Regions from separate parts of the Mus musculus genome. Here regions 1, 2, 3, 4 and 6 are each linked to region 5. The links are chromatin contacts, called in public HiChIP or PLAC-seq and promoter capture Hi-C maps. All regions are on one chromosome and are shown on one strand. The core of a region is the stretch at or near the end of the contact, and the rest is flanking DNA. Distances in the headings are between cores, read along the strand shown. Region 1 overlaps Aopep (aminopeptidase O). Region 2 has its middle 11 kb from the start of Gm40981. Region 3 overlaps Aopep (aminopeptidase O). Region 4 overlaps Aopep (aminopeptidase O). Region 5 overlaps Fancc (Fanconi anemia, complementation group C). Region 6 overlaps 1700024I08Rik (RIKEN cDNA 1700024I08 gene).

Region 1 (4,661 bases), core at 120-2,619, 260 kb after region 5:
CTAAGATATATTTCTTTACCACTCATCAGTAAACATTTTGGTTTTGTGCTAATTTTACACTTACAATTTTAATATAAAGATCTCTTGCAGAGAGGGTTTGTGAGTGGAAAAGCCAAGGTCACCATGTCGATGATCAGCAAAACCATTGTAGCCAGGGCTTTCCAAGGCCTACAAATCCAATACTTTATGGATAACAGTTACTGCTTTAGGAAAGAGAAATGACGAGCAGAACAAGTTAGGAGAAGACCCCTCAGTAGGAAGAGAAGCAAAGTTAGGTAAATCAGCAGTCAAGTGAAGAGTGTCAAGAAAGCACCGAGGGGGCACACCACCCGCCACCCTCAGAGGGCCACTGCTCAGCGAACAGTCCCAGCAAGCTTGCAAAAAACAAACTTTTCTAGGGACAGAAAAGGAAGGTGTGAGCTGCTTGTCACCTCACCCACCTGTGCAAAAGGCACAAGGGACAGGAGTGCTCATTCAAATGTTTGGGTTTTTAAAGAAACAACCCATGAAAACATTTGAGATTGTACTTAAAATCTGAGAAACCATGGAAGCTCAAAACAAAACATATATGCAAACCCAAGTATGGAGCTTGTGAGAGAAAGCCAAAGAGTTAAGGGTGGGCAGACAGGGGAGTGAACACGCACTGACTTGTCTCGGGGCCTGTTCCTCAGGGAAGAACCACTGTGGGCACAACCCTTGGCATTTAAAGGAGGGGCCTTAGGGAATTAAAGTGTAAGTTAGCAAAAAAAAAAAAAAAAAGAAAAAGAAAAGAAAAAACAATTGAAGAAAGACTTCCAAAGCCTGTGAAACCTTACCACTTAAGATAATGACAGAAACTTATGACTGCTTCCTCTCTGGCAGAAAGGAGTGCAGTCAGAGGCTGAAAACAACAGGCCCTTTGTAGCAGCCTGTTGTGCTTTGCTTATTCTATTACGAATTGGCTGGGAGATAAGAACAAACAAGACAACACCCTGTCTAACTCCAGGGAGAGGGGTGGGGCAACCTGGCTCCAGTCGCTCCTGGGCAAGTGTGTGCAGGACGCCTGTTTGTACTTGAGGTACTTAGGAAACTCCATGCAGAGTCAGGAGCTGGGATAAGATGCAGACATCTTCCATTGCACAACCCAAACAAGTTGTGTTAATAAGGGGCTTTACAATATTTCTCCACCAAGAGCATTGAGAATATTTGCGTAATTATTTCTGTAAACTCTTTGTCAACATTATTTTTGTTCAATAAGAAAAAAAAATCCTTAAAAACTTAGACAAGCAAACATTTACATTGAGCTCCCCTCCCTGTGCCCTACCGTGTGAGCAAGGAATCACGAAACAGACAGCAGGTAAAGACAATGTGGCTTGGGGTCACCTTTCTCCCTTGGCACCGGGATAAGAGTCCAGGCTAGGAGTCAGGTGCTGTGCTAGTTCCAGCAGCGGAGGCTCTGCTTAAGAACAGCAGTTGCTGAGCCCTGGGGCTCTAGTTAGCAGGTCACGAGACAGTACAGCACCCACGACCCCAGGACAAAGCTCGTCTCTGTGGTTGTCCCATATCTCAGTGTCTGCTTATTCTCTCGTGGCTGACCTGAGCCCACCCTAACAAAGCCACCCTCCCTACCCTCCAGTGCCCTTGGTTTTACTTTCTGCAGAGCACACATTTTCACTTCTGTGTATTCCCTATTTCTCCCAGACTGGAATGAAGATCTATCTCATCAACCGCACTTGCCCTTGCAGGTTCTGAAGTTTAAGTGCTGCATCAGACAATATGCTTGATGGAAACACAGAGACTGAGCAGACAGCTACACACAACCTGGTGTGGAGCCAGTTGAAAGGAGGTCAGAGAGCCAGGCGTGGTGGCGCACACTTTTAATCCCAGCACTCAGGAGGCAGAGCCAGGCAGATTTCTGAATTAAAGGCCAGCCTGGTCTACAAAGTGAGTTCCAGGACAACAAGGGCTACACAGAGAAACCCTGTCTCGAAAAACCAAAACAAAAAACAAACAAAAAAAACGAAAGGAGATCAGTGTCTGCCGGCTACTTCAGCCAGCCACACTACCAACTGGACAGAGGCAAGACTAACATGTGAACAGAGAAGTTGAAATGCAGAGCCACATGACTTTTGATGGCAAGAAACAAAGCATTGAGATAATTTGCAGGATTCTTAAAATTCAATTATAGAGTAGGGGGTGGGGTACCTCGATATCAACAAGGTAGTCTTGCCAGCCTAATTCTGCTTTGTGACACATAACTGAACTATTAAAGATAAAAATAGGTAAGACCAGGACATAATTGTGATCTGATGTGAGACAAATAGCAAAATAATCATGTAGAGAGGTAGGACTCACATGTTCACCTTAAGCAATATTCATAAGTCTAGTTCCAGGCTATCATGTCACTGACATTACTGACACTATAGCAAGGTATGGAGTGTGACCAAGACCATCCTTTGCATTCATTTCTCAGTAAAAGGAAAGTGGGTTGGCTGTTCCATCTCAACTTGAGACACGAGAATGCATGAGGTCATAATGAAAACGGTGGAATATTATCTCAACAGCAGGAGAACTTTCTGTACATGAGAAACTTATTTAAAATGTATTCATAACTTTATGACTGCATCCTATTACTCCAAAACATGCAGATGCCATGTTCACAGAGGCAGAAATGAAATGAAACAAACCCAGAAAGTCCACATATCTCAAATGAGTAAAAGATGAGATGGAGCGGGCCATGGAAGACCAAATGCAAGCTGGTAGTCAGACAAGAGTGAAAGTGCCTTTCCTTTGGAACAGTGAGTAAGGAAAGGGCTGGGACAAGAGTATGTAGCTTGCAAGTTGTAAAAATGTGTTTTCCTCAGTTCACTGGAGTCACCTATTTGGCTCAAAAACAGGACCAAAAAAGAGAGTTTTAAGGATTCTTATTCAAGCTATGATAAATAATGTTTAAAACATTGTGTATTGTCCAAACATTTTTAAAAATCCTTTAACACAGTTAATGATTTTCCTGTTTTTGTTCACATGGAGATGCTGAATGCCATTTGCCAAAGTGGAATACTAAAATGGTACTCATTATAATTAAAACGTAATTGCTAAAGAAGCCCAGAGCTATGGAATTTATGATCCTGCTACATGTTTATAAAACAGGGACTCAGGAAAGAGCCAGTTAATTTACCAAGAAGTCCTTTGATTCTCCAGCACACTATAATGATCAGGACATGATGAATTTTGGTTTCTCATGATGGTATCTCAGATTTGAGAGTCTCCCTATCCCTGTTTGGGGCACAGAGTTGACCTCTATGCCTACCATCTTTGCTCCAGCAGAGCCTTGAGCACGGGATAAAGAGGTGAGGCTCCAGGAGCTGGTTGAGTCATTGAGGTGCTCAGCTATATATGTGGCTCAGAGGGTAGAAATCTATAGGGTCAAGTCCAGCAAGTAGAATCAATTTAAATCAGAGTTTGATAAAACAAAAGTCTACCCCAAATCTACACCCCAACTAGGAGTACACAACACCATAATCACCCTTCCACAGTTCAACTGCAAAGAACAGTAGCAAAATACGGGAGATAACTTAACCAGAACAGACTATTTCCTGACTAATAAGGAAAGGTAGGGTGGGGATGGAGGATCTATTTGAGAATTCTGTACAGTTCTCCAGTTCTGAAGCCTAACAGCACTCTCATGGTGGCTAAGTTGTTGCTAACACCCCAGTTTTGACATTTAGTACACAGCACCATTTGTCTTTCAGGTACTTAGGTATATTATTTTAAAAATATAGCACTAAGAATAATTAAATCATGTTAAATATCTCAAAAAACAAAAATTTTACCATCTGCCTGCTTGGGCATGCAGACTTGGAAGGAAAAGCTTACAGAATAGTCTGCAGGTTAGCACATTCTACTTCTGGCAGACTGTGTCTCAAGAAGGAGCTATCAAGAAGTTCTATGCATGAAAAATACTTTGCTTTTGGTTCCCCCAGGCTAGAACATATAGTTGTTAGCAAATATGTCCTGAAAAACAATGCTCATAAAGTGCTAAAACCTCCCAAACAAATATAACCCCTCAAAACTGTATACAAATGAGATGCATTTAATGAACAACCCTTTCTTCACCAATAAGTTCTTCAAAGGAACCAAAGAAGTCTCCTTGTTAAGACAAACTATATATAGACATCAAGACAATTATATAATGCATGCAACCACATATATATAATTATCCTAGTTTTTACATTCCCATTATCTTTATAAATACAGGATAAAAATCAGTCTAAACAATTTTCTGAGACCTCTTCAAGGATTACAGCAAGCCTTTAAAAATGTGGTGTGGGGTGTATATGTGTGTGTATAGTGTTTGTGTGTGTGTGTGTGTGTGTGTGTGTGTGTGTGTGTATAGTAAAGATCAAAAGCAAATGTTCTGGACAGTTCTTTTCTACTCAAGGGTTTTACCAAAAATGTGTGCAGGGTTTTTTTTTTTTTGGGGGGGGGGGTGACACCACAAATGACAGCTGTTCAAAAGCATGGAAATTAATTGGCAGCAAGAATTTCCTTGACTAATAGGGAAAAACTCAAAGCCACATGTCTGATGAGCTTGCTTTCCCACCCTAGTCAAGCACAGCCCTGTTAGTGATTAGGAGTTGCAAACAGAAGCATAGTCAAGGTTCATGCGCCATCTTTTCTCT
Region 2 (4,400 bases), core at 367-2,866, 420 kb after region 5:
AGAGAAAAATTGTGTTACAAAATTCTTGTGTACTTAACAATCATGAGAGTTAATAGCACCAGCTACTGTTTCCTAGGGGAGGGTGTTCTGAGCTACTGTAACTATTCTAAACACATTAGCTCCCATAAGCCATTGCATCAAGCCTTTGCAGAATGTAGACTTCTGTCTTGCAAATGATGAAACTGAGGTCTGGTGGATGAGCATCTTGCCCTTGATCACACTGCTCGTAAGTGACAAAGTCTACATTTGAACAGAGATATTTCTAGCTCTCCAGCTTATGGATAATTTTCTTTTGTTTCCCCACACAGACCCTTCAGAGTCCCACGCAGCTCCAAGATGTAAGTTCTAGGCTAACAGAAAGATGCTAAAGGGACAGCTTTGAAAAGTGATCTCATTGCTTTCCATGAAGTATTGCTCCAGGGCAAGGAGTAGTGGAAGCATGCTTTCTTAGTACGTGCAAGGTCCTGGGTGCAATTCCCAGTACTGGAAACAAACACACACAAAAGCCACAAAAAGTTCTAAGACACCAGTATGGTGGTTCTTGTGCAAAGGTGATTTGGTAAAAATGAGGCAGGGCACTCTCCTTACGGCTTCTTCCTCTTGGCCATGGGACAGTTCTAGATGTCCTCATTTTGGTATAATATGGGAGGAAGTTCTTCCTGTTGAATCCTAGTTCTACCTCCCCCCCCCCCAACAATACCCCCCCAGGGGTGCATTAGGGATCATGAGGAAAATCTCTCTTGAGTGTTTGCCTCCCCGTAGCTTATTTCTCTTTCTGGGTTAAGGCAGCAAAGCAGAGCCTCCTTGTGTGGGCTCAGAGGTCTCCTGTGTGCTTACCCTGTGGCGTAAAGGGTGTGGGGAGGGGCAGACTACCTGGACGTTGGAGTCTAGACCTTGGTAACTGAGGCCTGAACAACCTGGGGCTGTATTTAATCTGCAATGTTGCCCAAATGCTCAAGCGGAGTATTAACGTCACAGAGGGGTCAAGGGCCCCAGGTCAGTTAAGGGTTGCATCAGCTGCTCTTTTCAAGGACTGCTGACAGCAGCAGCTGTTTTCCCAAGTGCAGACGAGAGTCCCCAAAGGGAATGCGCATGAGTCTCCACATGCTTCATTTGCTCATGAACCTTTGCTCCTAAGCAAACAGTGCATTTCACAGGCAGAAGCACGCACACTCCGTCTGGCTTGGCTCCTCTCAATTGACCTTTCTCCTGTAACTTCCAAGCTTGTTTTTAATAAATGTTTAACTTCTTGATTAATTTCAGTAATTTCTGAGGGTAAATTTTCACAGCGCAGATAATGTGTTCTGAATGCCTGCTGAGCTGTAGGCTATGTCAAAACTGTAAACACTTCAGATTGCTCTACCTTCCCAGTACCCTCCCTTACTATGCGGGAATGAAACTCAGTCTTTCTTTTTTTTCTGCCATCTGCGTAATTGCCAGCATTTAAAGATGCTTGCTTCTCTCTTTCGTTGCCTTTGGGCAAAGAATCACTTGCCCAACCTACACTAAATTACTATTTTTCTGGTTTGTTACCCCTCATTTCCCGAAGACTGGCATATAATGAATGCTCGCATTTTGATGTTTTTCTCCGGGACTGCCGTTTTTCTCTGGCAGTTCACCTGCTTTCGATTTTCTTCCTCCCCATCTGCTTATCCCACGGAAGAACTTCCCGCCCACATCTTTATTCCGTTTGCTTTTTAAAAATGCACCATAGCTCTTGGGAAGGAGGAAATATTATCTGCTGCCACAGAATCAGAACCGTCTCCTTTGTCATTTTGCCCGAGCAACTTGGGTCCCATTTTCTGTTCTCTCTTCTTGGGTATTGGACTTGGTGGCGCCATGTAATCCTGTAATGGAGCTACACTTAAAAGCCAGATGAATTCCTCAGAGAACCATTTCTCTCAAGCAGTCCCATTACCAGTGTTTATCAATGTGTGATTGACACGAAGATGCTACTGGGAGGTGATCTTGAGCGCCAGAGGACATCAGGGTGAGGTGCTTCCCAGCACGCTGACCTCCACTGTTTCCTTCCCCGCCTGCTGGACCACAATCTCCTTACTTCTCTTCAGTTATTTATGTCTGGCTCCTTCTTGCCAGTTTGTCTGCTGTTATAAGAGCAGATGTCATTATATGGCTTTGTGGTAGGGCTCTTGGTTATTAATGTATATCAGTTTGGAAGTAGATTGAAGCATGCTATGCATCCCACTGCGTGTCCTGTGTCCACGTTGTGCGTGCCGCCGCCGCTCATCGAGACTTCTCTGTTGAATCTTTAAAGATTATCTCAGCGTCTTCTTTCTTTAATTTTGAGACATGGCTGTCCTGGAACTTGCTTTGTAGACCAGGGTGGTCCCAAACTCACAGAAATCCTCCTTCCTCTGCCTCCCAAGTGCCGGGATTAAAGGTGTGCACCATCATATCATCACTCAGATGTATTTCTACTTAGAAATACACAGTGACTGCATCTCCATGTTTATAGATTTCTGTATGGTTGTGATATGATCTTTGATGCTTTTGTACATGTGTGAGGCCAGAGGACGGCCTCCAATGTTTTTCTCCATGCTCTGCCTACCTTTTGGGTCGAGGGGGAGCAGAGTCTCTCAATAGCCTGGTGCTCACCAGTTGGAATAGAGCAGCTGATCAGCGGACCCCAGGGATCGACTTGTCCCTGCTATCCTGCCCAGCATTTCTTAAAGGGTTCTGGGCTCTAACTCGTGCTTCCATGGTGAGCACATTACAGAATGAGCATCTCTCCATCAATGAGTCAAGATGGTTTCTTAATGTTTGGGTTGTAAGCCTAGTCTTCAAAAGCCGAGCCATTTCACCAGCCCCTCAACGTAATTTCTAAAAGGAGTGATTTCCCACTCTAGGACTTGACTCTGTCAGTTACTACCCTTGGTTTTCTACGGAATAACCAAAAATACGCTGTGCTCTCGCCACATTGGTGGGTATGATATGAACTGAACTGTAGACTTGAACAGGCAGACATGAGTTTAAAGAGCTCTCTCTCTCTCTCTCTCTCTCTCTCTCTCCCCCTCCCCCTCTCTGATGTTGTATAATCGCTTTATGTAAATTGGAATTATTTTCAAACCTCTCATCACAGTGTGGTGGGTGTTCTTGTCACACAGGAAGATGACGTTCTCAGGCCCACATTGGGGTATAATCCAGGTTTTTATCTCTCTTGTGAATGAGGGATGTCCTCCTTGAGGTTGGTAGTGAAACTAGTTCTTTACCAGCAGATCTTCATCAACCCTGTATTTAGAATACCAGGGTACAATTTTAAAATGGCAATTTCATATTACAAGATAACATTCGGATGGGGGAGCTATGAATGGGATGTGATCATGGCTGTCTCCTGTGAAGCTTGCAGTCTGACGTTTCACAAGAAATAAGAACACCTCTGTAGCGTCACAGGACTGCGATACATCAGAGATTATAACTTTGGGGCGCCACTGGATGCTTTTGCTTCTCCTTTATAATGCACTGACATCTTTTTGTAAATAGAATCTAATGCACACCCCTGATTGTGGCACACAGAGCTGTCTGCCAGGCTCTGCTGAGTGTTGGAAGTGTTGGCTTCACCGTGTTCTGCCCATAGCTGTTTCTATACCAGGGCAGCTTTAAGAATTGTGACAGGGACAGTATGGCACACAAACCTCTCTGGCCCTTTGCAGGCAAAGAAAGCCCAGCTCTGCTCTGTAGAATCTGGCTAAAGACTCCTCCATTCCTTTGCTCTTAGAGAAATGGGTACTCTCCTTGACTTCTTGATACTGGGATCTTCCAGCAGCCATTTCCGGAGGGCAAGGGTGTGTGTCCAAGGTTCTCATGTCAAGGAACATGGTCCCCTGGGGACCCTCCTGTTTTTTTTCTTCAGTTCTTCAGTGAAATTGCCCCTCTTCACTTCACAAAAGGGCAGCCTTTGGCACATTTGTCATGCTGTGCCCACCAGAGGGCTGTTCCCATCAAACTGGTCTCAGTCTCTTGGGATTTAGCTATTTCAGATTCCCACAATGAATCCAGGGACCACCTGGCACACTTACTGCTGTACCACTCGGCACTGCTGTACAGCTTAGCATGCTTGCCTGAGCTCACAACTGGCTTTGGCTGGGTCTGTGATCCAATTAATCGTGGCCAGGGTTGAGGAGATCAGCGTTATGGGGCCTCTCTTGGGAGGTTGGTTGACTGCAAGCTTCCTCTAGAAAGAAAAGCAAATGTGGCATTTCTAGAACACTAGAAAATAACGTTTGGTGTGTTCACATGTGCCCATGTGTGCATGCCTGTGGAGAACAGTCTCAGTTGTCTGCATGCCTTAATCACCCCCAACATTTTTTTTTTTTTAATTTGAGCAAGGGTTTCTCACTGAACTTGGAGCTCATCAGATTGGCTAGACTGGCTGACCATTG
Region 3 (4,118 bases), core at 1,038-3,537, 310 kb after region 5:
GCCAACAAATGTTTGTGTGAATGTGGGAAAGAGAATACTTCCTCATTGCTGGCAGGAGTGTAAACAGCGTGGAGGTTCCTCAAAGAGCTAGAAATATATCTACCATATGATCAAGCTATAACAGTCCTGGGAATATTCCAAATGACTCTACATCCTACAAGAGAGATACCTGCTCATCACTGTTCTTTGCTACTCTAATCACAACAGCCAAGAAACAGAAACAACCTAAGTCCAGCCATAGATGAGTGGATAATGAAAATGTGGTTCACAAATATAAAATAGAATATTATTCAACTGTAAAAAAAATAGTGAGATTTGCAGGAAATGGATGGAACTGGAAATAATCTTTCAGAGGCAACCCAGACACAAAAAGACAAGATCCACAGGTTCTCTTATATGTGGATACCAGACTTGAATCTTAGGTATGTTTAAGCTGGAATACTCATAGAGATCAGGGAGCTAGGAAGGGTCTATGGGGAGGAGTTGTTTCAAGGGAAAGAAGTCAGAATGCAGGTAGTATGGAGAGGAAAGGAAAATGGAATGGGAAGGGTTAAATGGTATGTGGATGGGAAGGGGAAGAGGAGGGAGTGCAGGACAGGATAATGAATACTAATGGCCTTGAAAAGGATTATATGGAAGTTTGTTGCTGCAGAAACTTACTCAAATACATACACATGTACATATCTACATAAGAAAGTTTAAAATGGAGTTACTCTAAAACAGGGAAACAATATATCTCCTCAAGACATTATAGATTATCATAAAAATCCCACTGCTTGTATGGGTCACTTCCCTTTAAGTTGTAGGTTAGTGGGATCCCATGATCCTCTCCCAAAACATTACAGGCTCTTGTCATTGTCCTGGATACCCTCCAGAACTTGATGGTAAGATACCACATACTTGAGTCACAGGACAAAAGAATCAAGGTGGAATCACTTGGAAGTTTCATCCCTAATAGCTAGCTTTCTCAGTGCTAAGGTTTTATGTACACTACTGGGAACGAAACAGAATCAACAATCTTATACAGTTATGAAGCCTGTGAGCTACAATGCTTAGCCTCGCACAATATGCCCACTGGCACGATAGCATCATGGATGTTGTAGGAGCAATCAACCAATTTCTGACCAATTTATGGTTTTGTTTGAAGCTTGTTCCACAAGATGGAATCTATGCCTGATATTGTTAACTGGGCCCAAGACTCATTTCTGGATGTCACGGGCTCCAGGGGAGAACCTAGTGCTACAATTCTGCTAAATGGACATAGTAATAAACTGCTCCCAAACTCTTATCTTTATTATACCCATAGTGCACCTCTCAGCCTCAATGGAGAAGCTTCTTTTTAAAGGATGTGGTAACTAATACAGAGACTTACAACTGATCAGTGGGCAGAAAATCAGAGACTTTGGAATGCTTGGCTCTAAACAAGACATCTATGTCACACCCCCTGAGCTCAGGGATCATGATAGAAAGAGGGAATCAGAATAAGTCAAGAGACAGTGGACATCTGCAGTGAAACTGGGCTGCTACACACATCACTCTCAGCAGCTATGGCTACATTTGTAATATCTGTATATGATCCCTTGAGGCTCAGGGATCTCATGCAGAAGAAAAGGCAGAAAGATTGTAAGAGCCAGAGATGACATGACAGAGGACTCGATCAAACTAGTGTCTTTCAGGTACAACGCATGTGCATATAAACTCAGAGAGACTGTAGCAGCATGCACAAGAACTGCACAGGTTCAAGATAGACAGTTTGCAGCATTGAGAGGGAAAAGTGGACATAGGATCCCACCCCTAACCAAGAAGCTATCTCCATCTGATACCCACTGGCAAAGGGAAAATCAACTTTTCCAATGGTGGGCCACTGAGTATATATCAGCCACATTCCAAGACAAGCCCCAAGCCCAGGAGGAGTTAGTTGGCCAGCACAAAATTAACTCAATGGTGTTTTTGTGAACGCTTTGCTTCGTTTAGCTTTGTTTGGCATTTTTGTCATATTGGTCTTTTGCCTGATTGACTTGATTTACATTTTTATGGTTTTGTTTTGTTTTGTTTTAAAAGAGAGAAAGAAGATAACGTTAGATGAGTAGAGCATAGGGAGGACCTGGGGTGAGCTGAGAGGGAAAAATCCAAATATAGTATATGGATAGTCTTAATTGTACAAGAACTGTATAAAGTCAAGCCATCGTGTATAAAATCAATGTTCAGCAATGGCAGAGGGAGAAGTCCCACCTCTATCTGAGAAGCCATTGGCAGCAGAAGGCTGCTGGAGGACGGAGAGTAAACTATCAAGAATGGGGCTCCTGAGAGGTTGTCCATGCTCCAGTGGATGGCCCCAGTGCACACACAATAAGCAGAGTCAGAAAGTGAGGGAGAGGCAGGGGAAAGAGAAGGGAAGACAGACATTCAGGAAGGGAGAGAGGGAGGGGGAGGGAGGGACAGAGGGAGGAGGAGGAGGGAGAACATGTGACATAGGGAGGGAAGGTGGTGGAAAGGGATAGGAGAGGAACTGGGCGGGGGAGGGAGTGAAAGTTAGATCCAAGCACATTATATGCGTGTATGAATATTAAATGAAAACAGTCAAACAGAAATCTGAGCTCTTCCACTCATTCTTTTTAAAGCCTCCTTGTGTAGTGAGCTATAAAGCACTAAAGTTAATTCAGTGGGGAAGCAGTATGTCTGTCTAACATCTGGCTTTGATGTTAACCTAAAAATACGAGTAGTGTGCCCAGCAATTGAATGAACACGCCAGAAAAGTTAGTTCTTACCAGCTTTGCCCTGGCATTTTCTAAAACAAAGAAACATCACAAATGCTGTAGGGAAGTTTAAAGTTTAATATTTTTTCCCAGGTTATTTATTCCCCTAAATTATAGTTTTGAATTATATTTTCTCCTCCACTCAACTCTCATTTGGTGACATCATCAACTAATATGCCAGACTTCCTGGGGCAGCTGGCTGCTTTCCCAACTACCATTATGATCATCAGGGGAAAGCGAGGCTTTCTAGAAGGGATGCCTTAGTTTTAAATAACTTTTCCTTTAGTGGAATGGAAAAACCTTAAGAAATGCAAGAGTGAAGAAAAGCACATGTTCTTCAAATAGATTTCCACTTTCATAGTTTTTTAGGTATCCTGAGGACTCAAAGTGGAAAACATGTTAAGTCCCCATTTCTCTCCAGCTTTAAAGGGTCACCTGTACACATTCTTGGTCCACTTTCGCTCTCATAGAGTTACTTTGAAAGGCACACACACAGCACATAAAGTAAACATCAATCTAAGAAGTCTGCCACTAGATTGTTACATAAGGATTCCCTCCATCAGTCACTTTGAAATGTCACCTGTGATCGAGTATCCCAGGGCTCAGGCAAGAGAGGACATTTAGGTTCAAGAACTGGCACAAGCCCTGAGTGGCTGAGACAGAGAGCTGGGTGTTCTACTTTGAGCAACTCTCTTTCAGAACTAGAATAATAGTGGACGAGCTAGTGACAACTCCCCAAAAGAATAAACTATACTCTTTATTCTTCAGAAAAGAAAGGCACTTAGTAAAAGCACTAGGGCACTTAGTGAACGCACCTGGGCACTTAGTAAAAGCACCAGGGCACTTAGTGAAAGCACCTGGGCAATCTTATGGGTAGTGGGGGATCCAGGAAAGGCAGCCTCTTCTGAAGGTTGCAGCTATGTTTTAAGTCAACTTAATTTTAAGCAGTTTATGTGTTAAGTTCATTTAAAAATAAGAAGTTCCTCTGCACCCCACAGCTCCTTTCCCTTTTACAGTCACCGTGTCTGTCACACTTAGCAAAACATGGCACGCTTCACTTAGATTCCTCGAATATTCTTTTTCTTGTGGAAATTCTTTTTTGTTGTTGTTTTTTAAACAGTCAGGCTCTTTAGAAGTGATACCAGGTACCAAAGTTGAATCAGGATCAAGTTGACCATCTAAACAGTCCCATATCCCCTAAAGAAATAGAAGCAGTTATTAATAGTCTCCCAGCCAAAAAAAGCCCAGGACCAGACGGGTTTAGTGCAGAGTTCTATCAGACCTTCAAAGAAGATCTAATTCCAGTTCTGCACAAACTATTTCACAAGATAGAAGTAGAAGGTACTCTACCCAACTCATTTT
Region 4 (4,250 bases), core at 497-2,996, 350 kb after region 5:
GATAAGTTCTAGGCCAGCCTAGGCTACAGAGAACCTGCCTCCCCACCGCCCCAAAAATAAAAACAGAAAATAGTGACAGGGAAATTAAATGCTCAGAAAAGTGCTTTTCAGCCAAGCATAGGTTGACTCTGTTCCCTAAATCATGGCAAGGATCAAAGGCTGTAAGGGAGAGCATGGATTGGGTAGTTAGGGGAGTCGAAAGCAGTTGGCTTCCTCAGAACGGAAAGAAGGGCCTGGGGTGATGTTTTCCCTTCAGATTTCAGGTGTAGAAATTCTGTCATGCTCTGAATGGAGAAGTCAATATTTGATAAGCAGATGAACAGTCTCTACAGATCCTTTGAACACTCTTGCAAGAGTGGCCAAGCTCTCCTGAAGGCCTGTCTCCAGGCAACAGGCAGAGCCTGGGCTCCTACATCTATCCTCCCCTGAAGGAAAGAAGTCTAGTGTGACGGAAGGTTTAGAACAATTTCCAAGAGGAGCTTAGCCCTGAGCTGCCTGGACAGATCACCCACCCCCAAACCCACACACAGGGTCAGCTACTTCTGCAAAGATCACTAGCCAGCAGGTGACACAGGACAGGCAGGGCCTGTACCTGATCCCATGTGAAGCAGCTGTGACTAATGCCTGACACCTCTGTAGTGCCAGACATAAGGCCAGATCTACCAGCCTGTTTCAAGGAGAACTGAGGAAAGAGGGAAATAAATGACTTGTGGCTCTTTCTTGTCCCTTACTGTTTCCAGAAGCTGGATACAATTTATTCTACAATTCTTAGTAGGAAAACTTCCATTTCGCCCTCACCATGGCTTCAGAGTTCCAGCCTCATGCAGCCTGCTGGCATGTGGCTTACAGCCTGCGTGCCAAGTCACAGCTCCCTGGAATTTCTTGGATTGCATTTTTCTGAAGGAAGCTTTGCCTTACAACCTTGTAACTACAAAAGTATGCTTTGTAAAGACTAATCAGAAAACACTGCAGAACTGCAAAATTCTTAACCCTAGGGACTACAGCTCAAGGACAGACAGAAAGACCCTAAAAGTCAGAGAGTACTGAGCCTAAGCAAGTGTCTTCTAGATGTGACAGAACAGCCATGTTCATGAATTCACAGCAGGCAACATTCTAGCCTGGGGCTGGGACAGACTCATAAGTGGCCCCTGGCCCTCCATCCTGAGGAGTCATTGATACTTGAAAGCTCTAGGAGAAGGAAAAGTCTGGGCCTTCTTTAAAAGTGTGGCTCTCTGGAAGGCCATCCTTACTCTGGTAGGGAGTCCCATACCCATTAGAATTAGATGAACATCACAAACTAAACTCGGTGGGTTCTTTAAAAAAGACCTGAAGTTGAAAAGGGGTGGGGGCTGGTATGGGAGGCATCATGAGGAAAATGCAGGTAAATATGATGAAAATACACTGTGTGCCTCTAAAATTAACTTTGAGAATTTCACCAAATACTATTAGTTTTGTGTAACACTGTTGCAGTCAAGCAATTTTCTGGACCATTTTTAATCTAGGAAGACTATTGGTGATGTCTCAGATATTTTTCTTCCCAACATCTCGGAATGATTTCCCAGAGAATAACAAACAGCTGGTACTTCAGTATTAGTAATTGAGATTCATATTTGTGAATGTTCTCAGAAACTCATACAATCATTTATATCTTGGAATTCCCCAGGGCAAAATGATAATTAAACAATCAGCTCCCCGCTTGGAACTGGATCATCATATTTCTCCAAGCTGCTGTGCGGACCGCATGCACTACACACGGCCTGGGGGAGGCAGGGGCTGCTGGGGATGCAGGCTCTCAGATGAATGACTCCAGGGCTAGGAAAGGACAGCCTCCAGGAGCAGCCAACAACCCACACTGGAAACAGGACATTCAGAGAATTCTTATAGACTGAACAGCTGAGCTACCTGAACCAACCCTTGCCCTCAAAGCCATGCAATCAGGATTCTCTTAAGCCACTGCATACATAAAATTAAAGAAAATCTAGGAATAACTGGTTAAAGAGATGGCACAGTTGGTAAAGTACTTGTCGTGAAAGCATGAGGACCTGAGCTCAGCCCCCAGAACCCAGCTGAGGTAGCCAGGAGTGGTGGGTACACTTGTGACCTCAGCACCCACCAGGAGGGTAGGGAACAGTCCATCTCCCAGAGCAGCCTAACTGCCAAACTCCAGGACAGTGGAAGCCTGCTGCGGAAACACCAACACAGACAGCCAGTACAGGGCACCCAAGGCTGCCCCGGGCCTCACATTAAAGGAAGCAAAGAGCAAGGCTCCTCTCCACTGCATTATACAGTGTATAGGTTCCAGGTTAAAGTGCAGCCACGAACAGTGCATGACTGCATAGTGGTCACTCAGAAAGGGAGTGGCCCTACATAAAGGCTGAAAGATCCTCTACAACACAATGAAAATTTTACTTGCTCTTTATCATTGCCATGTTTTTGTTTTTGTTTCCTGGTCTCAGCAATGCAGTTGACCTACATGGGCTACTAATCCCAAATTTACACATGTTCTACAAACTCACGGGAGTTCTTGTTAAAACAAAGTACTGAACTTTCAGGATCGGTATGCCTAACAGAAACATGAGATGCCAGAACTAATCAAAGACTGATCTACTCCCAATTACTGCAATTTGACATTTAATTTCAATGATGCTTTAAAAAAATCCTTGCATCTGGCAAAAAGTTCCAGCCACCTGCAAAGGGGCTTCCTAAGCAGGAAGCTTGCTGCTTAGCACAGTGAGGGATTTTGGTCATTCAAAATTTGCAGGATATGTAATAACTTTTTTTTTCCATACCTCCCCCAATCCTGGCCCCTGTCTGACCCCACAGCCCCCACTTCCTGCCTTATACTCAGTCTCTTTGTCTTCTTTATAGGAAGCTACACAGGAAGGGCAAGAGGTTCCCCTGTTCCTGTCCTAGGATACACACTTCCTTAGCCACTAAGGAGACAAGCTCTCTTCACCTAGAGATTTATCTGGTGACCATGTCACCTGGCTGTACAGATAGAGTCAAAAGCAAGGCTCCTTCAAAACAACAGAAGCATTCAGACCATCAGCATCTGTACTCTGGCAGAGTGTGGGAATAAATACACACCACGGCACAGCTTCCCAACAGAGGGAGATTCCGAATGTACACTCCAGATGGGTGCCCTGTTCTTAGGAAAGGACTTTTTCACTCATTGCAAGATATGAAGATCTGCTCAGCATTTTTTTCCTCTATGCTGGATCACACCAAAGTCTTCAACAATGCAATGTAAACAAGAATTCTACTCTTGAACTACATCCCCAGCCCTTTCTTTACCAACCTCATAAAGACACCTCTAACATCAGAAATCTATTATAGTTTAAATATTTATGTAAGATCACCATCAAATTAAAAAATTGTGCATGGAAATTTTGCCTGCATGCATGTCTGTGTACCACATGCATACCTAGAGGCTACAGAAGCCCGAAGACGGCATTGGATGCCCTGCAACTGGAGTTACAGATGGCTGTGAACTACGATACAGGTGCTGGACGATGGAAGCAGGTCCTCTGGAAAAACAGCACGTGTTCTTAACTGCAGCGTCGTCTCTCCAACCACAACTTTTTGGAAATTTATGCATTTGGGCCAATGGTGTACAAAGTCAGACCAAAAAGACACTGAGAGAAAAAGAAGTACCCAAAAGTTATAAAAACAAGCCAGATAATCTCATGAATATCTAGGCACAAGTCAGGGAAGTGGCTGCTCCAGGAAACATTGAGCAACCTTCTCCTGGTTAGCTCCTTGGGCACTATGATAAATGATGCAACCAAAATTGATTTGAGAAAGGGAAAAAATGGGTTATTTAGCTTACACTCTGTGTCACAGTCCATCACTGAGGAGTCAAGGCAGGAGCTCCAGGCAGAACTAAAGCAGAGACCATGGAAAATATTCACTAGCTTTCTCAGCCTTCTTTCTTATACAGCTCATGACCAGGGATGTTACCTCCCACAAAGGTCTATATCATTCATATTTTTAAAAATGTCCCTCTGTAAGCTGGGCATGGTGGCTCATGTCTTTGATCCCAGCACTTGAGAGGCAGAGGCAGGCGGATTTCTGAGTTCGAGGCCAGTCTGGTCTACAAAGTGAGTTCCAGGACAGCCAGGACTACACAGAGAAACCCTGTCTCAAAAAACCAAGAAAAAAAAAGTCCCTCTGCAGACCAGGCTGACCTTGAACTCACAGAGATCCAACTGCCTCTGCCTCTTGAGTGCTAGGATTAAAGCCATGCACCA
Region 5 (4,412 bases), core at 1,505-4,004:
GGCTAGGGTAGGGTAGTTAAGCCATTTGGAATAAAAGAAAATGGTTTTCCTTACCTGCATCAAGTTCTGGTCTGATTTTCCTTCAGTGCACATTCAGCTCTGTGTCTGTGCCTGCGGGTGTGTGGCTGTGGTGGGGGTCTTCAGATTTTGTTGTTAGGAGGTGCATTCCTACATAGAACAGAATTGTTCTGGCAAACTTAGCTGAGTTGTATTTCTTTACGAGATCCAATTTGATTTTTTTTCTGTTTGGATTTTTCCATTATGAACACATAGAAACTCTTTCAGTGTTCTCTGGGCCTGTGTCCAAGTGCATGAACAACTGTTAGTATTTACAGTGAGGCTGAGAAGCAGGCAGATTAAATGACTTTTGGAGATCAAAGCCATGAAATAACCTGCCATTCTTCTGTTGTTAATTTCTTAAGTAGGTAACAAGTTTATGAGGATTTTAGGTTTGCTTCATTTGGAGAAAGATGTACGTTGACAAAGGGTTAGAGATCATGGGTTGCTTTATTTGAAAAGGAGAAAGCATTAGCGTGCAAATCATAAATGTCTTTGATGAAAAGGACAGCCTCCCATCATTTGTGTGGCAGCCTGTAATGGTCATGTATGGCCACTAGATGGCACATACTCCATGTTGCAAGTTAAGCTGCCATGGCAGAATTAACTATTAAGTGGGAAAGCCAAAGAAACACTCAACTTTCTTCAGGGTGGTTCAGAAAAGTCAGAAAAGTGATGCACAGGATCCAAGGTGGCTAGAAAAAAAATGTTTCCCAAAGCTAGTCATAGCAAACACAAAATTACTCCAGAAATTCCCTTTATTGGAGCCTGGCCTACTTATCTCTGGATGCCATTGTGAAATGTTTTATAATACAAATAGGCTTTTTAAAAAAATCTATCATAAACTCAAGTTTTAAGCTCTGACTAAAAATATAAGTAAGCAGGCTCTTCCTAGGCCTCAGGAAGCCAGTTTCTATAGACTGAAACCATTAAATCCTACTGACAGGGTATTCTAGAAAAGATTGGGGAGCTTTCACCGGGTGTCACGTGGCTGTACTTTCCATTAACTGCTAACTGTACCCAATAGTGGTGGCCACCTGATTCTTAGGTGCTCATTACCAACTATGGGACGAGGATGGTGGGGAGGTGGATGGTGAAGGTCAGCAGGTGGAGTGTGCTGCTGAGTAGGGCCTGAGTCCTGTTGTCATAAAGTGCTTCTTAACCACTCATGAAACTTATTCTTACATACAGGCTTACTATAGAAAATGTGGTATATAACAGGAATACAAAATAAGTAAATAAAGTTTGCCCACAGCCCATGCTCAGAGAGAACCACTGCTGGCATTTTATGGGTTTTTCTGGGTACCAAGTACTTTTTCTTTTCTTAACCTAATGGAATGTGTCACTTTTCTGGAGCAGCCCCAAACTTCTCGTTTGCCTAATAATCCAAAGTTGTTATTGATAGGTTCCTCTTGTATTTCTCTGTTTCATGGTCTTTTCTTTTTATAGCCTCAAGCAGCCTGCCAACCTGCCATCTTCAGAATTGTTGATGAAATGTTCAGGTAAATATACTGTCTTTGGGAACAGTTGGTCTCTGGCTGGTGTGGGAACGTAGAGGTTTGCGCTCTTGGTAGTTAGGGGTGAAAACTCAGAAGTTGCTGTGCATTGAAAAGACAGCCTCCGGAGTGTGGTGGCATTCTTTAACCTGTTTATACTCAAATGAGGTAGAGAAGTGGGATTCATTTGGGTACTGAAATATCCATGCAGCGTTTGTCCCAGCTCCAAGTAAAGATGCAGTACAGCCCTTCACCACATGAGGGCTGGCTGGGCTTTGTCACAGACCTAAAGAAAGCCAAAAGGCACAAAACTATTTTGAACAGAAAGAACTCTCTGAAAGACAGAGGAAACGCCACATTTCAGCAGAATGGTGTTTTTATTTGAAAGACTAGGTCCTAGGAACTTGTGCTTTGTTTAAAGGACCAGTAACAAGAAGTGTGTAACACACCAGTTGGCTCTGCTCCGAAGTCATGAGAGTTGGCACCTATGGATTCCTATAGATACACTAAGGTCAGAGGTGTTGGACCCAGGAGCTAGTTACGGAAGGTTGTGAGCTGCCTGATACGGATGCTGGCAATGGAATTCAAGTGGTCTGAAAAACCAGCAAGTGCTCTTAACCACTGAGCCATTTCTCCAGACCTAGAAAAGGAGTGTTTGTTTGTTTGTTTGTGGCCTTAAACTCAGAGACCCACCTGCCTCTGCCTCTGCCTCCTGAATGCTGGGATTAAAGGCAAGCGCCATCAAGCCCCAACACAGGAAAGGAATTTTTACAACCAATACCTTACCATTTGTGTTGCTCTTGAAACATACCAACTCTTAACTTAAATGGCCACAGGTATAAGAAGACATGTTATTGTTTTTGTTTCGGGATAATCAAGTTTGAGATTTCTTTCTTTAAACAAAAAGAAAAGTTAGTTGTGTAAAAGGGCACGGAAACTAAACCAAGGACATCTAATTCCACAGCCCCACTCTGGTGATTCTGACTGTGTGTGTTGGAATCTCCACTCTCCAGGCAGCTCTGTCCTCACTGGTAAAAGCAGAACACTTGTTGCTAGCACTGTCTGGTTTGTGAACACCGAAGTACCCATGGGAAGGCCATATGAGAGAGGCTGGAAGGGTGGCTGCTCCCTCCTGCCTTCACTCAGGAGCTGCAGTCTGATGAACTAATGGGCTTGCATTGTGTGTGGAGCAGCAGGGTGCTGTCACCTCCCTTTGCTTTGTTCAGGTTTGTGCTGCTGGAAACTGACGGAGCCCCAGAAGTACTAGCTGCTCTTCAGGTTTTCACATCGTGCTTGGTAGAAGCTCTGAAAAAAGAAAACAAGCAGGTACCTCACCCGGGGGATGCTGCTTAGTCACTTCAGAGTGAAGCCGGCTACTGCTGCTACAGGCATTTGGTAACGAGCTGAAAGGATCTTTATTTTTCTGGTGTTGGAGACCACCCACAGCCTCACACGTGTTAGGCGCATGCTCTGACACTGGCTACGCTCCCAGCCTTGTTTTCAGAAATGTTAGTGGAGTCTTGTTCACAAAGAAAGCTTCCAAAAGACCACTCCTGTGGAGATGAAACATTTTCACTAAAAATAACTTAGGAGTTTGTCTTTCTTCCCCATGCCCTGTTCCTAGAACCATCTGCCCACTGCTGTGCCTGAGTGTGGCTTCACATTGGCCAGCTCTCTAGGGGGAGAATTCCCCCTGGCCCTCTGTGTTTGTCCTTCTGTTTGCATTTGGCCTTGTGGCCAATAAGAGACATGGAGTCTACCCAGGATGTACTATAGGAATGGCACACTGGGCGCTCTCAGTGATCACTGTCTTTATTCCCAGCAGAGCTTCAGGAGACAGGGGGATGGGAAAAGGAAGGCATTTGAAGAATGAGTGGAGGTTAGATGCCTCCAGTAGACCAGAGGACTCTAGGTTCCCATCAGCAGAGGTTGGACAGCAACTGCAAGGGCAAAATACACAGGAGCTTCTCCTATCTACAGCTTTGGCTGCTGTAACCAATGGCCACAGGGCTAATGCTTATGTGATGCTTGCCTCCTCAGAGTAGTACTGTTCTAGACACCTTTCTTGTGGGTTGTGGCCTCATTCCCTGTGATGCTGTCTGCCATTTGACTAAGGGCAGAGCTCAGGTGCTCAACCTACTAAAATCCTACTCAGCCCAAGGCTGTAGAGGTCTCTCGGGTTTTAGCAGGGGTTTCTGCTTTCTAGGGCAACTATAAACCTGCATGGTTTATTCTTACCATCCCTCTTTCCCTGGAGAAGTTAAATAGATGGAGCATACGCAGCCTGGCATCTGGGAGGAAACCTCGGCCAATGCACTGGCTGGTACTCACTGTTGTGAGCACAGCTGTAAGCGTATGCTGTCCTCTCTCACATACTCTTGGTTCCCCAGGGAGCAAACGGCCTTCAACTAACATCATCCTTGGATTCCCAGGATGCCCAAGTTGGGACTGAGGACAGGAGGAAGCTTTTTCCTCAGCTTGACTTGAGTGTTGTTCCGGGTTTGCCCTAAGTCTCTGCTGGTCTTGGTACTGGAGTAACGGTGCCTTTAGTTTAGGATAGTGTCTGCTGACCACATGTGTCTAGGGGTGAGAGTGACACACACTGGGCCCTGGCTTGAGGCAAGATAAGGATTCAGCTGCCTTTAACTCTACACAGGGGAGCAGCCGTCTCCTGACTTTGCAAAGCCTTCACATCCACATGTAATAATTTATTTTGTCATCCTGATGCTGCCCCTGACAACCTACCTACTGAACTGTGTATGACTGGCTCACTCCCCCTGACTCAGGTGCACACTTTATGCCCGGTCATGATGCTGTCCTGCTTAGTCCATGCTGACCCTCTCTCCTTTGCTTCACTTA
Region 6 (4,303 bases), core at 960-3,459, 390 kb before region 5:
CTAATATCAACTCTAATATTTATTTATAAGAAATTTGGAAGCAGAAAGGTTGGTATTGGCCATATATCACGTGGCTGGGTTATTACACCAGTCCTAGAGGAAACAAAAGTGCCATGAAAGACTCAACACAAGGAGGTCAGAGAAGCCATTAGCATCAGGTGGGTCTGAGTGAGAATCACATCCAGCCTGAAGAGTCACTGCGTAGCTGGTCCTCTCGGATATGTACATTCTAGCAACCAATCAGGGCATAGAGGATCAAGCACACCCTGCTCAATTACAGTCTTCACTTCCAGTTACAGACTGGCTGTTTCTGTTCCTTTACCCCAGCCTGGAGAGTCCAGAAGGCAGCCATCCTTTGCTTGAAGACGGGATGGTTTCTGTTAGAGCCGTTCCTCTTTCCAGAGCATCAGACCTGCTTCCTTCTGGCCAGAGTTCACTCTCCTTGAATCCTCTGTACCTCCCTCTCCACAGCAACCTCCTGACCTGCTGACCTCACAGACCAGGAGAAGCATCCGTCTCTGATTGGGTCTGACCTTTGTACCAGCCTCACCTGCTTTCCCCCCACTCCTCTGATTGACCCACAAAGAAAAGTCTCTCTTCTCCCTAAGGCTACGGCATAGTTTATTTCTGGGGCTTTGGGTACACAATCTGTCTTCTGAAAGCCACCTCAGAGGCCCTTTCCTGACACCTGGATCTCTGCCACACTTTTCTCAAGTGGAGACTCCTTCCATGCCTTGTGGATGTCTGGAACAAACCCTGATAACATTTACTCTTCCACACCCTGTTAGCCTTCTGCTGTGGCCTCAAATGGTTCTCCAGCCAGTCACAGACTCCCAGGGCCCAGCTGTGGGCCACACTTCATATAGTAGCTCCCCAGGTAGGGCGTAGGTACACAACTTACTAAGTTGTATGCAGACCCCAGCCAGGTCACAGAGAACCTAAGGTCCAGAACTGGGCCTGGGCACTCTGATCATGTTTTCTACGTTAGCAGCCACCAGTTCAGTAGTATCCACTACTTGACATCTTGAAGAATTCTGGTCATATCCAGTCTGGGACGATAAAGGCAGAACAGCTGGCTCTGCTTCACTACAGCTCTCAAATGAAAGAACCAGGTGTCACTTCTATTATTCAAATGCCTTGTCTCTACCCAGCACCCCTTTCCATTGTTCAAGATCCTCTTTGGCCTCTGAATTTCACAGTTGCCAACCCTAGTTAATATGGCTGCCTTAGTTTTTCCTTACTGAAACAGATGCATCAGAGGATCAAAACTTAGAGCAAAACGGGTTGTTTGGGCTTCCAGTCTGTGGTAGCTTCCTCTGTGCCTGTGGGAGCACCTCATGGCCAGGAGCACTGCTTATCCCACTGGAGAGACAAAGGCGTAGGTAGCCCCTTCAACCAGCACACTACAGTGACCTGATTTCATCCCACTAGACCCTACTTCTTAAGGTCTGCACCTCCCACAGATGGGGGAGGAGGGGAGAGGCATTTAACACATGGGCCTTTGGAGACCACAGCAAAGCTGACTGCTTTGCAGCCATGTTGACTTCTGGAAAGCACCTTGTGGAATGAATGTTCTTCCCAAGTCACGGTCTGCAGTTGCCTGACTGTCAGTATCAGTTTAGATGACATCTCACCATCCTTTCCATCTCTTGAGGGGGGATCTAAAATCTACACCAATGACTGGAGTTTCTACAAAGCTCGCTCCTGTTTAGCTCAGTGCTGAGTACAGTCAATCCCCTTTAGTTCCAAACTGAGATCAGAGATTCCCAAGACATATGGCATGAAATCCTTTAGGGAGCTTTGACTTTTCCTTTCTCCTTCAGAGTTATAAAGACAGGGCTGATGCCCGGGAAGGCTAACACTCTCCAAGCAGCCCATAGTATCCACAGTAGGGTGGAGATCATAGTCCCAGCCCTTCAGCAGACAGGGCTGGCCACAAGCAGCCATCTGGACATCCTGTAACCCGAAACACATACTTTCAAGAGGGGTGCAAATGACAGTCCAGCAACACAAATAATTTGCCCCCAAATGTTTATCAGCTCCCTGCCACGGCCACTTCCATTTATAGCTTATAAATGGTTATTAACTGGCTCCTTCACATCTGATAAGCAGCCCCAGAACAGGTGGCCAGAAGGGTGGGTGATTAGAGGCCTCCTGGGAGGCGTTGTGCGCTTGCCTGTGGGTGGTCTTCCTGCCTGAGGCCAATGCCCACATGAGAAGCCATCGAAAGCCTCCAATTTGCAAGATAGCAGTCTGTTGTCTGCTTGTGTATAGCTCTGTCCAAGTTACAGCTGGCTTTGCTTTCTGACCAGCAAATACTGCCAAGAAGGGTTGAAAGTTCAGCATTCAACCCCCCCCCCTCCAAAACGCATTCCCTTCCCCTTTTAGTCACAGTCAAACAGTCCGCCCAGCTCTTGCTTCAAGGGTTCTTTAGAAGGGCTTAAGTAGATCTCTATGCAAACCCAAGCCAGGGTACAGCAGACAGAGATGGCTCCCAGCCAGAAGCAGAGAGGTACCATCAAGGATTTGGTTCTCTGCTGAAATAAGCCTTGCAGGTCCCCACAAACCTGACTTTCTCAAACAGAGACATCAGCTCCCAGGAAGGAGAGATGTTAGGCCAGGATTTCTGAGCCTCAGAGTTGTGGACATTGCAGGAGCCATGCCTTGAATCTGAGGATGTTGAATACAGCCCTGCCCTTTGTCCTAGACACCAGTGGCAGCCAATCTTTATTAACCATGAAAGTTGCCTCCTGATACTATTGGGGGCAAAACTATTCAGTTAAGAACACTCTGTTAAAAGGTGTCTAAGAAGTATAAATGAACTTAAAAGGTTATGTCCTGAGTTCCCTTAGCAGGCTGTAGAGAGTTCTTGATGCTGGGGCACTGTGTAAAAACAGTGTAGAGCAGACCTCAGGAAGTGTCTATTAACGACCAGGAACATTCTGACAAAGTTATTGCTCTTGAAAATAGGAAGTTACCCAGTGTGTTGGGTCATGTCTGATTCCAGCATTTGGAGCCTGAGGGAGGAAAAACACCATCCACTAGAGGCCAGATAACGGCTAAATAGTGATTTCCAGGGTAGCCTATGCTACAGACCAGAGAGAATAGGCAGGTAAAACAAAAACAAAAACAAAAACAAAAACCTAGCTCCCTATTCCTTATGATAAAATTTGGAGGAGAGCAGGGTTCATCGATGTAGCTCAGTGGGTCAAAGGAGCTTGCCACAAGCCTAGCCTAGTGGTATACTTCTTTAATGCCAGCACTTGGGAGACAGAAGCAGATGGATCTCTGTAGAGTTCCAGGTCAGCCTGGTCTACATAGCAAGTTCTAGTCCAGCCAGAGTCACACAGTGAGACTGGAGGGAGGGGGTGGGGTGGGGGGGAGTGGCCAGTGCTGGTGGGGGGTAATTGCCTCCAATCATGATAATCTGTGTTCAAGCCCAGGGACCCACATGGTGGAAGAAGAGAACAAGTTCTCACAAGTTGTCTTCTGAGCGCCACACAGGTGTCATGCCTTCATGTACATAGAGAACACACAAGTACATGCAATATAATCAACACTGTTTAAGAGTGTCCATTGGGAATGGCCAGGGATGATCTCAGTCAACTGGCTGCACTCTCAGGTCAGAGTTGCTTAGGGAAATGCCTCAGAGAGTCATGAATTAGTTTTATTTCTCTTCTCTCCCTCTCTCCCTCTTTTTCTCTCCCTGTCCCCTTTCTTCCTCTATTCCCACCACCTCTGTTCTCACTATGCCGCACACACTGGCCTTGAACTGGTGATAACACTCCACTCAGCCTCCTGAGTACTGGGGTTTCAAGTGGGAGCTCCACACTCAGCTCTAGAGTAATAGTTTTAAAACCTTGGAAGTATGAACAATGGCCTTGAATTTAACACAAGTGCAAACAACAAATATAATTCTTACATTTTACGTGAAATCTTCAACATTTATTTATTACTTCAATGTTTTTACACTTATTCATTTATTTACTCTCTCTGTGTGTGTGTGTGTGTGTGTGTATAGTGGGAAGGGTCAGGGGAAGGCTGAAGAAGTGGGGGTTTGAAGAAGTGGGTTTTCTCCTTCCACCATCTGGGTACTGGGGAACTCAGGTCACTAGGGTTGGCAGCAAGCACCTTTACCTGCTGGGCCATCTCACTGGCCTCCTCATTTTAAATTTTCATACTTATTATTTATTTATTTATTACAGTATTAGAGACTCCACCGGGTCAGCATTTTCTGCAAGTGCCATACTACAGAGCCACATCCTAGACCTAAATTTTTATTTTTAATTTACAAGAAATAATC

Evidence for each region. Promoter capture Hi-C pulls out the DNA fragments that hold promoters and counts their contacts. HiChIP or PLAC-seq counts read pairs in DNA pulled down with a chosen protein or histone mark. Capture Hi-C pulls out chosen DNA fragments and counts their contacts.
Region 1: a contact with region 5 is called in a promoter capture Hi-C map of adipose tissue. The contact joins two enhancer-like sites. A contact is called at or near these places in 10 of 39 promoter capture datasets (the C10 cell line, the HPC-7 cell line, cranial neural crest and 7 more), 2 of 15 datasets of contacts at CTCF or cohesin (the NIH/3T3 cell line and large pre-B cells), 19 of 484 Hi-C or Micro-C datasets (LSK cells, Sertoli cells, bone marrow and 14 more), 10 of 115 datasets of contacts at active chromatin or transcription factors (CD8 T cells, T-cell acute lymphoblastic leukemia, astrocytes and 6 more) and 3 of 9 other capture datasets (adipose tissue, liver and pancreatic islet).
Region 2: a promoter capture Hi-C map of adipose tissue shows a contact between it and region 5. The contact joins two enhancer-like sites. A contact is called at or near these places in 11 of 39 promoter capture datasets (the C10 cell line, the HPC-7 cell line, cranial neural crest and 8 more), 5 of 15 datasets of contacts at CTCF or cohesin (CD8 T cells, the G1E-ER4 cell line, the NIH/3T3 cell line and 2 more), 70 of 484 Hi-C or Micro-C datasets (the 4T1 cell line, B cells, the BV-2 cell line and 43 more), 17 of 115 datasets of contacts at active chromatin or transcription factors (CD8 T cells, the HPC-7 cell line, T-cell acute lymphoblastic leukemia and 13 more) and 3 of 9 other capture datasets (adipose tissue, liver and pancreatic islet).
Region 3: a contact with region 5 is called in a promoter capture Hi-C map of liver. The contact joins two enhancer-like sites. A contact is called at or near these places in 10 of 39 promoter capture datasets (the C10 cell line, the HPC-7 cell line, cranial neural crest and 7 more), 2 of 15 datasets of contacts at CTCF or cohesin (CD8 T cells and the NIH/3T3 cell line), 9 of 484 Hi-C or Micro-C datasets (the HPC-7 cell line, bone marrow-derived macrophages, cortical neurons and 5 more), 9 of 115 datasets of contacts at active chromatin or transcription factors (CD8 T cells, astrocytes, embryonic basal ganglia and 4 more) and 3 of 9 other capture datasets (adipose tissue, liver and pancreatic islet).
Region 4: a promoter capture Hi-C map of adipose tissue shows a contact between it and region 5. The contact joins two enhancer-like sites. A contact is called at or near these places in 9 of 39 promoter capture datasets (the C10 cell line, the HPC-7 cell line, cranial neural crest and 6 more), 1 of 15 datasets of contacts at CTCF or cohesin (the NIH/3T3 cell line), 2 of 484 Hi-C or Micro-C datasets (Sertoli cells and bone marrow-derived macrophages), 2 of 115 datasets of contacts at active chromatin or transcription factors (embryonic basal ganglia and large pre-B cells) and 4 of 9 other capture datasets (adipose tissue, embryonic stem cells, liver and 1 more).
Region 6: an H3K27ac HiChIP or PLAC-seq map of embryonic stem cells shows a contact between it and region 5, with 4 times the contacts expected there. The contact joins two enhancer-like sites.

Annotation. Positions count from the first base shown.
Region 1 is chr13:63,068,864-63,073,524 of GRCm38.p6, reverse strand. All of the region lies in intron 5 of Aopep (aminopeptidase O), which reads right to left. Among named protein-coding and RNA genes, the nearest start is that of Gm46422, 24 kb to the left of the region's middle. Within about 2 kb of position 1,369, at least 81 of the 459 cell types and tissues checked have an H3K27ac peak or open chromatin away from gene starts, as enhancers often do. A contact at or near this core is called in adipose tissue and uterus, where this site is marked.
Region 2 is chr13:62,904,952-62,909,351 of GRCm38.p6, reverse strand. No RefSeq gene overlaps it. Among named protein-coding and RNA genes, the nearest start is that of Gm40981, 11 kb to the left of the region's middle. Within about 2 kb of position 1,616, at least 43 of the 459 cell types and tissues checked have an H3K27ac peak or open chromatin away from gene starts, as enhancers often do.
Region 3 is chr13:63,022,285-63,026,402 of GRCm38.p6, reverse strand. The region is part of intron 2 of Aopep (aminopeptidase O); the gene reads right to left. Among named protein-coding and RNA genes, the nearest start is that of Aopep, 59 kb to the right of the region's middle. Within about 2 kb of position 2,287, at least 25 of the 459 cell types and tissues checked have an H3K27ac peak or open chromatin away from gene starts, as enhancers often do.
Region 4 is chr13:62,976,932-62,981,181 of GRCm38.p6, reverse strand. The region is part of intron 1 of Aopep (aminopeptidase O); the gene reads right to left. Among named protein-coding and RNA genes, the nearest start is that of Aopep, 14 kb to the right of the region's middle. Within about 2 kb of position 1,746, at least 53 of the 459 cell types and tissues checked have an H3K27ac peak or open chromatin away from gene starts, as enhancers often do. A contact at or near this core is called in adipose tissue and liver, where this site is marked.
Region 5 is chr13:63,328,988-63,333,399 of GRCm38.p6, reverse strand. Fancc (Fanconi anemia, complementation group C) reads left to right here. Exons shown (of 15, transcript NM_007985.3): 9 at 1,507-1,559; 10 at 2,780-2,879. Among named protein-coding and RNA genes, the nearest start is that of Mir3074-1, 30 kb to the right of the region's middle. Within about 2 kb of position 2,754, at least 55 of the 459 cell types and tissues checked have an H3K27ac peak or open chromatin away from gene starts, as enhancers often do. A contact at or near this core is called in adipose tissue, embryonic stem cells, liver and 1 more, where this site is marked.
Region 6 is chr13:63,717,622-63,721,924 of GRCm38.p6, reverse strand. All of the region lies in intron 4 of 1700024I08Rik (RIKEN cDNA 1700024I08 gene), which reads left to right. Among named protein-coding and RNA genes, the nearest start is that of 1700024I08Rik, 15 kb to the left of the region's middle. Within about 2 kb of position 2,209, at least 59 of the 459 cell types and tissues checked have an H3K27ac peak or open chromatin away from gene starts, as enhancers often do. A contact at or near this core is called in embryonic stem cells, where this site is marked.